Regions from separate parts of the Mus musculus genome. Here region 1 is linked to region 2. The links are chromatin contacts, called in public Hi-C maps. All regions are on one chromosome and are shown on one strand. The core of a region is the stretch at or near the end of the contact, and the rest is flanking DNA. Distances in the headings are between cores, read along the strand shown. Region 1 overlaps Gnao1 (guanine nucleotide binding protein, alpha O). Region 2 overlaps Gm26843 (a long non-coding RNA gene).

Evidence for each region. Hi-C and Micro-C count contacts between places; a contact is called where the count stands out from the background.
Region 1: a Hi-C map of cerebral cortex shows a contact between it and region 2, with 3 times the contacts expected there. The contact joins two enhancer-like sites. A contact is called at or near these places in 1 of 15 datasets of contacts at CTCF or cohesin (embryonic stem cells), 11 of 484 Hi-C or Micro-C datasets (the MC3T3-E1 cell line, cerebellar granule neurons, cerebellum and 4 more), 5 of 115 datasets of contacts at active chromatin or transcription factors (VIP interneurons, embryonic basal ganglia and embryonic stem cells) and 3 of 9 other capture datasets (adipose tissue, embryonic stem cells and pancreatic islet).

Annotation. Positions count from the first base shown.
Region 1 is chr8:93,956,647-93,960,121 of GRCm38.p6, reverse strand. The region is part of intron 6 of Gnao1 (guanine nucleotide binding protein, alpha O); the gene reads right to left. Among named protein-coding and RNA genes, the nearest start is that of Amfr, 54 kb to the left of the region's middle. Within about 2 kb of position 1,486, at least 15 of the 459 cell types and tissues checked have an H3K27ac peak or open chromatin away from gene starts, as enhancers often do. A contact at or near this core is called in cerebral cortex, cortical neurons and stem cell-derived neural stem cells, where this site is marked.
Region 2 is chr8:93,590,432-93,593,886 of GRCm38.p6, reverse strand. All of the region lies in intron 8 of Gm26843 (a long non-coding RNA gene), which reads left to right. Among named protein-coding and RNA genes, the nearest start is that of Ces5a, 56 kb to the right of the region's middle. Within about 2 kb of position 1,851, at least 30 of the 459 cell types and tissues checked have an H3K27ac peak or open chromatin away from gene starts, as enhancers often do. A contact at or near this core is called in cerebral cortex, cortical neurons and stem cell-derived neural stem cells, where this site is marked.

The sequences.
Region 1 (3,475 bases), core at 237-2,736, 370 kb before region 2:
GCAGATGAGTACACGGCTCTCCTGAGTGGTAGGGCCTGGGGAAGCCTGCTTACACCCCTGGCCCTGTTCTTTGGGATGCTGGAACTTTCTTTCTTTAGCTTGTAGCCTGATGGGATCAGCAGCCTGGAAGGTGCTTGCCTCCAGGAGCTCAATTACAGTGGAGGTGGAGCCTCAGGACTGGATTCCTCAGAGCTGTGGAGCTATACCTGGAGCTTACCGGGAGGCCCAGAAAAAAGGGGTGGCAGTTAGAAGATGTTCTGTGCCCCCAGGATCTTCAGAAGAAGGTGACAGGCTACTACTGGGTCAGGAGGGTTCATGAGTCTCTCCTAGGTGTGCTGGATCTCTGTGTCAAGAGGCTGGGTCAGATGGAGATGGGGAGAGGGTCAGGAGGAGTGTGAGGTGAACCCTGCCCTCAGGTCACTGGCTGTAGCATGTAGTACGTGGGAACCACAGGTACATCTCTCGAAGCAGTACTTTCTGCATAGGGCAAGGGCTGGGGTGAAGCGCTGTCAACCTGAGAGACAGCCTGGGTATGGGGTTGAACAGGGCACTCAGTGATATCCAGTACAGACCACACAGGTCAGATGCCTCCAGTTCCCAACAGCAGGGTGTGGACCTGAGCTGCAAGGCTGAGATGATGGTGGTGCTCTGCATGGTACAAGAGGGGACAAGGGGACAGGGCACCAGGATCTAGGGGCTCCATCCACAGAAGGGATCGTGAGAGGCTGAAGGCCATTTCTACTAATGAGTGGATCAGACTGGGAGGAATCCATCCCCGTTCCCACACCAGAGTCCACCAGCACCCTCCACAGCTCAGCCCAGAGTCCGCCAGCACCCTCCACAGCTCAGCCCAGAGTCTGCCAGCACCCTCCACAGCTCAGCCTAGAGTCCGCCAGCACCCTCCACGGCTCAGCCCAGAGTCCACCAGCACCCTCCACAGCTCAGCCCAGAGTCTGCCAGCACCCTCCACAGCTCAGCCTAGAGTCCACCAGCACCCTCCACGGCTCAGCCCAGAGTCTGCCAGCACCCTCCACAGCTCAGCCTAGAGTCCGCCAGCACCCTCCACGGCTCAGCCCAGAGTCCACCAGCACCCTCCACAGCTCAGCCCAGAGTCTGCCAGCACCCTCCACAGCTCAGCCCAGAGTCTGCCAGCACCCTCCACAGCTCAGCCCAGAGTCCACCAGCACCCTCCACGGCTCAGCCCAGAGTCTGCCAGCACCCTCCACAGCTCAGCCTAGAGTCCACCAGCACCCTCCACGGCTCAGCCCAGAGTTCGCCAGCACCCTCCACGGCTCAGCCCAGAGTCCACCAGCACCCTCCACGGCTCAGCCCAGAGTCCACCAGCACCCTCCACGGCTCAGCCCAGAGTCCGCCAGCACCCTCCACGGCTCAGCCCAGAGTCCGCCAGCACCCTCTACAGCTCAGCCCAGAGGCTCAGAAGCCTCTACCTATGCTTAAAGGGCAGATTCTTAGAATGGTAATTGGCACAGGGCACAGGATTTGCCCACAGGCACCTAGGCAACAGGCACGGTTCCACGAATACAGTGAAGGCACTCTTCCTGGGAACTGGCTCCTAGCCTGCTGAGTTATACTACTACTCAGACACTACAGCATGGCCCCTCTGGGGACAAGGCCACTGCACATATGGGCCATTCCCCTGATCTGGTCACTTTCAACACTTCCCCCATACCCAAAGCCACGGCGGAGCCAAGATTCACCTGTCACACATGCTTGTCCCCCCCATGGTAGAGCTGCTGGTGACGACATGGGTGGGACACAGAACAGCCTTCCCTGTGGACCATGTTCTTGAAGGCTTAGAGTAGACAGCCTGAGACCTCGCTACCTGAGGCTGACAGTAGTGCATGACACTAGGCTGAACACAGTAGGTCGAGCAGAAGGAAGTCTTGGGGACAGGAGTGGGGAGGCTGGGTACAGGCCCTGATTCTAGCTGTGAGCTCTGACAACTGTGCTGCAATGATTTGGAGGGGCCACTTGGGGAATGGGAGCCATAGAGGGATTGTTAGGGATGCTGATTTCTACCTTCCTGGAAATGGTCCTAAAAGATGGGGCTTGGCCAACAACCCTTGACCGTAGGTGCTTTTAAACTTGGGGTTACAGCCTGTCGACACAGGTGGCCACACCCAGGGGTGCTGCTGAGAAATAGCTGCTGTTGGCCCAGGGTCTGAACTGGTCTTTTTGATCACACGAGGCCATCACTGAGATCGTGGTCTCCAGGCTGTTCTCTGTTACCCCAGTACATGGCACAGGGTCCTAGAACTATGGAGATGTAGAAAAATATGGGTAGAGGGGGAAGGGTGAGGCAACCAGACTGGGGTGGGCTCCCCAGAGGATCACCAAGATGGGGAGTGAACTCCCAGAGGACCCCTACAAGCATTTGGCATTGGAGAAGGTCCCATGCTTCCCTAGACTACCCACAGTTCTGTTCTTGTTGGAACCAAAGAGGCCGGAGCTGGTGGCAAGGTCACAGGGACTATGAAAGAGGGCCAGGGTCCTGTGACGGAGCAGGGTTCAGAGTGGAGGGCAGGAAAATACAGGGCTTGAGAACGGCAGAGACCCGTAGACCTTTCCCGACTGCCCAGGGGCACATCTGCATCTGTACAGCCTGCCACATGAGCATTCAAACCTGTCTGAACCACTGGCTGTGATACCAGCTGACTGGAGATGTCTAGGGATGGCAGGGACATATGCTGACTGTCCAAAGTTAGCTGGGGCTAGGGTTGCCAAAGCTCCACCACGCCGTTTTGCTTAGGAATCTCTGCAGCAAAGGCTCTCCCTAGGTCCCTAGGGCGTTTACCCACCTAGGGGGCTGGCTGCATGTCTGAGTTGGAGCCCACCCTTCAGGGTGCTGGCTCATTATTTGCTCCGAGACCAGGAATACACCAAGGGCTTTCGACTTCCTGACCAAGGCTGGAGTAAAGCAGGGCACTGGCTACGGGGCCTGGCTCACGAGGCCCCGATGCTTCTCCCTAAGTAATCTGCAGTTGCAAGGCTGCTTGCCTGCTCTGTCTGTGACCTGCAGCCTGTGGCCTGGCAAGTCACTATCACCCAGGACAGTTGAGCCCGTGTGAGTGGAGCCAGCAGATGGCATTCTCAGGGCTTGTCATCAACTATCAGGAAAGAGCCGCCTGCCCCCTCAGCTGTCCCACCCCCAATTCTGTAGCACAGGGATGTTTCTCCATCGGTGACCTTTGCAGTCAGCCAGTCTTAAGGAATATTCCCAACCCCATGGGAGTCAGGGCTGAGTATCCTGGGGAGCCCAAGGGCAAGGGAAGATGACCAGAGAGGGGCCAAGATCCAAAGTGAAGGAGGAGGGAACCCGTCCCCAAAGTCTGAGTCTTTGCGCCCCAAAAGTGGCCTGATTCCATGTTGGCTTTTGTCGACGAAACCACCCTCTACCAAACAGACCCTGAGGACTGCTGAGAGATGCCATCGACTATCCCCTAATCAAGCAGCA
Region 2 (3,455 bases), core at 602-3,101:
GTTTGTTTCTATGAAGATTTCCATGGAGATATAGGGGTCAGTCATCCTGCCCCAGGGTCTGAAATACCATCTGAACTCAGGGATTCTCAAAATCTCCACTAGGGCAGTGGAAGAAATGATAGCTTCCAGATGAGCAATATGGAAGCCAGGAGTCAAGTCTGACTGAAGTATCCTGATCTGTATGTTAGGAAATCAGGGAGAAGCTGTCCGGCTTCCTTCCCACCCAGAGAAAGGATGGATCTTAAGGAGCGCTCTGGCTATTGAGTTTCCTTTGCTTAAGTGAATTCCAAATGCTGCTGAAAATTCCATTCATTATTTAAGCCATCTCAGCTCCCCTGAGAACTTAAGTGCCCAGCAGGAAGGAAGGCATTTTCACATGCTTGTGGGCTGGGGAGGCTCGAGGAGCTGGGCTGGAGGCAGAGGGCAGGTTTGCAGAGTCTGTAGAGTTGGGCCAAGAGTCCATCCAGTGGTGGTGGTGGGATCGACTGGGACAGGGCTGGGAGCCATGACAACCACCCAGGGTGGTACCCTAACTTTCTGATCCTTTAGAATCATCTGATTCACTTGCTAAAAAAATTAGATTGCTAGGCAGATGTGGTTTCAGCGGATCTGTATTGGGGTCCAAAGACCGACACTTTTAGGTTACCCCCCCCCAGGTCATTTAGGTAACTAGGCAGGCATGGCAAATACTGACCAATTAAACTGTCTTTGCTTTAGGGGTGCTGCTGCTTCAGGTTCAACAAACAGTGAATTCCATCACAGGGCCTCAGTGAGCACCGGATCTAACTACAGAACAAACCCACTGAGATCTGAATGGCATGGGTTGAGGTGGCCGAATTGTAGCCACATTGGAACTTATAGGTTCCCGGAGTGTTTGATGCCCCCTTGCCTTTGGCAGCCCAATTTCTCTTTGTAGGAAGAGCAGATGGGGGGAGGGGGCGAGTCCCTGGAAGCACACAGAGCAGGGCTCAAACACTGCCTTATTGTAGGGCCATAGGGAAGCTACTGATCTCAGGGCCATTAATATGAACCTTATTTCAAATGATGCTTCTGCACCTAGTAAGAACACTTATTAGACAGCTTGTTAGCACTGACCAACTGTTTGAGAGGACACTGTCTGAGGAGGAAGGATGTGTTTTAGCTCATAGTTCTAGAAGGTTCAGCCGATGGTTGATGGTTGTGTGGTCCCAAGGACTTTGTTCTGAGCATGGTGATGGCTAGAATGTATGAGGAGGAAGCTGTACACCTCCTGATAGACAGGAAGCAGAGAGAAAGCAAGGGGCTGGTACCAGTATAACCTTTAAAGGCATTTCCCAGTGACCTACTACTTGGGGAGAGGGGGAGGAGCTCCCTAAATAGTGCCACCAGCTGAGGACCAAGCATTTAACAAACACAGGAGCCTGTGGGAGACATTTTATATTCAAATCACTTCAGTGCTCAGTAAATAACTACTCCATTCTAAGTGGTATTAGCCAGTAAGTACTTGGTGAAGGAAACCGATTAAAATGTAAGGCAAGAGCTACATTTTAAGTATGACTGTGAGCGTGATGGGGCAGGCAGCAAGAAGCCTCGGGAAGGGAAACCTGCACACAGGGAAAAGTAGGCAGGGCTGCTGCTGCCAAGCCCAGGGTCTGGGAATTGCATGTCTGATTTCAGGTCGAACATTTAGTGTTGAAATGCACAGGAGCCAGGAAGCTTCCTAGCATTGTTGCCTGTAATAAAGAAAAATCCAGACGTAACCTGCTGTTTCGATTAGAAGTGATGTAACAAGCAGGCTTTGGCCTAGTTTTCTCCAAGCAGGCAGGTCCCCTGGCTCTTCCCACACCCTTTTCTTTGTCAAGTGACGGCTACTGCCACCTAGTGGTAAAGACGGCACTGCACCGGCATGGAGAAAGATGCTCTGGGCCTGGGGAGAGGCTTTATCCAGGCAGACAAACCAAATAAATCCCCCCAAGTCTCTCTCTCTCTCTCTCTCTCTCTCTCTCTCTCTCTCTCTCTCTCTCTCTCTCTCTCTCTTAACCCTCCCCCCTCCTGCCCACACAACACAGTGAGACTGCCTGATTCCTTATCTCTCCTTGGACACGGGATTGGAAGATGATCAATCAAGGATATACAGAGGCGAGTCTCTTTCAGCCCAATGGCACCTCATTTTTCCTTTGGTCTAAGAAATGCTAGTATGAGAGGTTATAGCAGAATACTAAACCTGCAGCCACAAATGCTTACAGAAAACCCCTCCGGTCCAGGCTCCTTGCATTGCAGGTGAGGAAACTGACACTCAAAGATGGGGAACGCCTAGGGTGACGTCAAAGATGGGGAATGCCTAGGATGACGTCACTTGGTGGCTGGCGGCAGACCTTGACTTTAGCCTGTCCCTTCCCAGTCCTCTTTCTCTCATGCACACTCAGCATTAGTAGCTATGTCGGGAGTCTCTTAGCGCTTGGCAAGCGTGAAAACGGGAAATTTCAAACGAGGAAGGAAGCCACACCTGTTCATGCTTTGGCATTTCCGGCGGCTGCCGTTCTCAAACGTTTCAGGGAAACTACGCAGAATTTGAATTTATGGACAGAGTCAAGTAATGGAAACTGCGGAGAATGATATTTACTGTGCCCCTTGGGCAAACTTGCAACACCCGAGAGCGAGGGAGATGCAGCTTGGAAACCAAGGCAATATGTGAGGGACTTCAGATGTGGGGTCCCAGCTCCTACTTTCTTGCGGTCCTCTGGCCAAAGCTTGGGGTGTGGCTCTGGGAATCACGCTGGCCTTTGGATCTTCTAGGTTCTGTGTTTGTAAAACCATCTCTGGGTTCTTAGGAAGAACCAATGAGAGTACTGGAGAATGGGTAAAGTGATTTGCACAACGCACTGTATCCACAAATGGCTTATTTCCTTTTTCATGACTGAGTTTAGTTAATAGTCACCAGATGCTTGTGTCTCTTAAGTGGCGCGTGCCAGGCTGATTGTAATCATCTTAAACCAAAACCCGAGATAGAGCATCCTCAATGGGAGACCACGCTCTGCTCTCCTCTCAGGGTTTCCAGTCCGGCTCACCACTGTGAGCACGTGATCCCTAGAAGCATACATTCAGAAGAAACTGTCAAACAGTTGCCTGAGACAGCTGCATCATTTAGTATTCATTTAATAGAGGCATGGCAGTGCCCTTTGGCCCACAGACTCCATATTTGTGTTGCCAGTGTTTTCCATGATAATCATTAATGGTGGGTAAGGATTCACACCCACAGCTAAAATGCCATGGATTTAATTGTGTCTTATTAATCTTATTAATAATCTTCCTTTGTGAGGTAGCCTCCATGCTCTTACCCACTTTTAAAAAAGCTGTCCTGATATTTTATTATTGATTTGTCGGAGCTCTTTATATATTTGATACAACTTTGTCAGGTATACAGTTTTACAACTCATTCTCCAAATTTGAGGTTTCCTACTTCATTGTCCAGATGA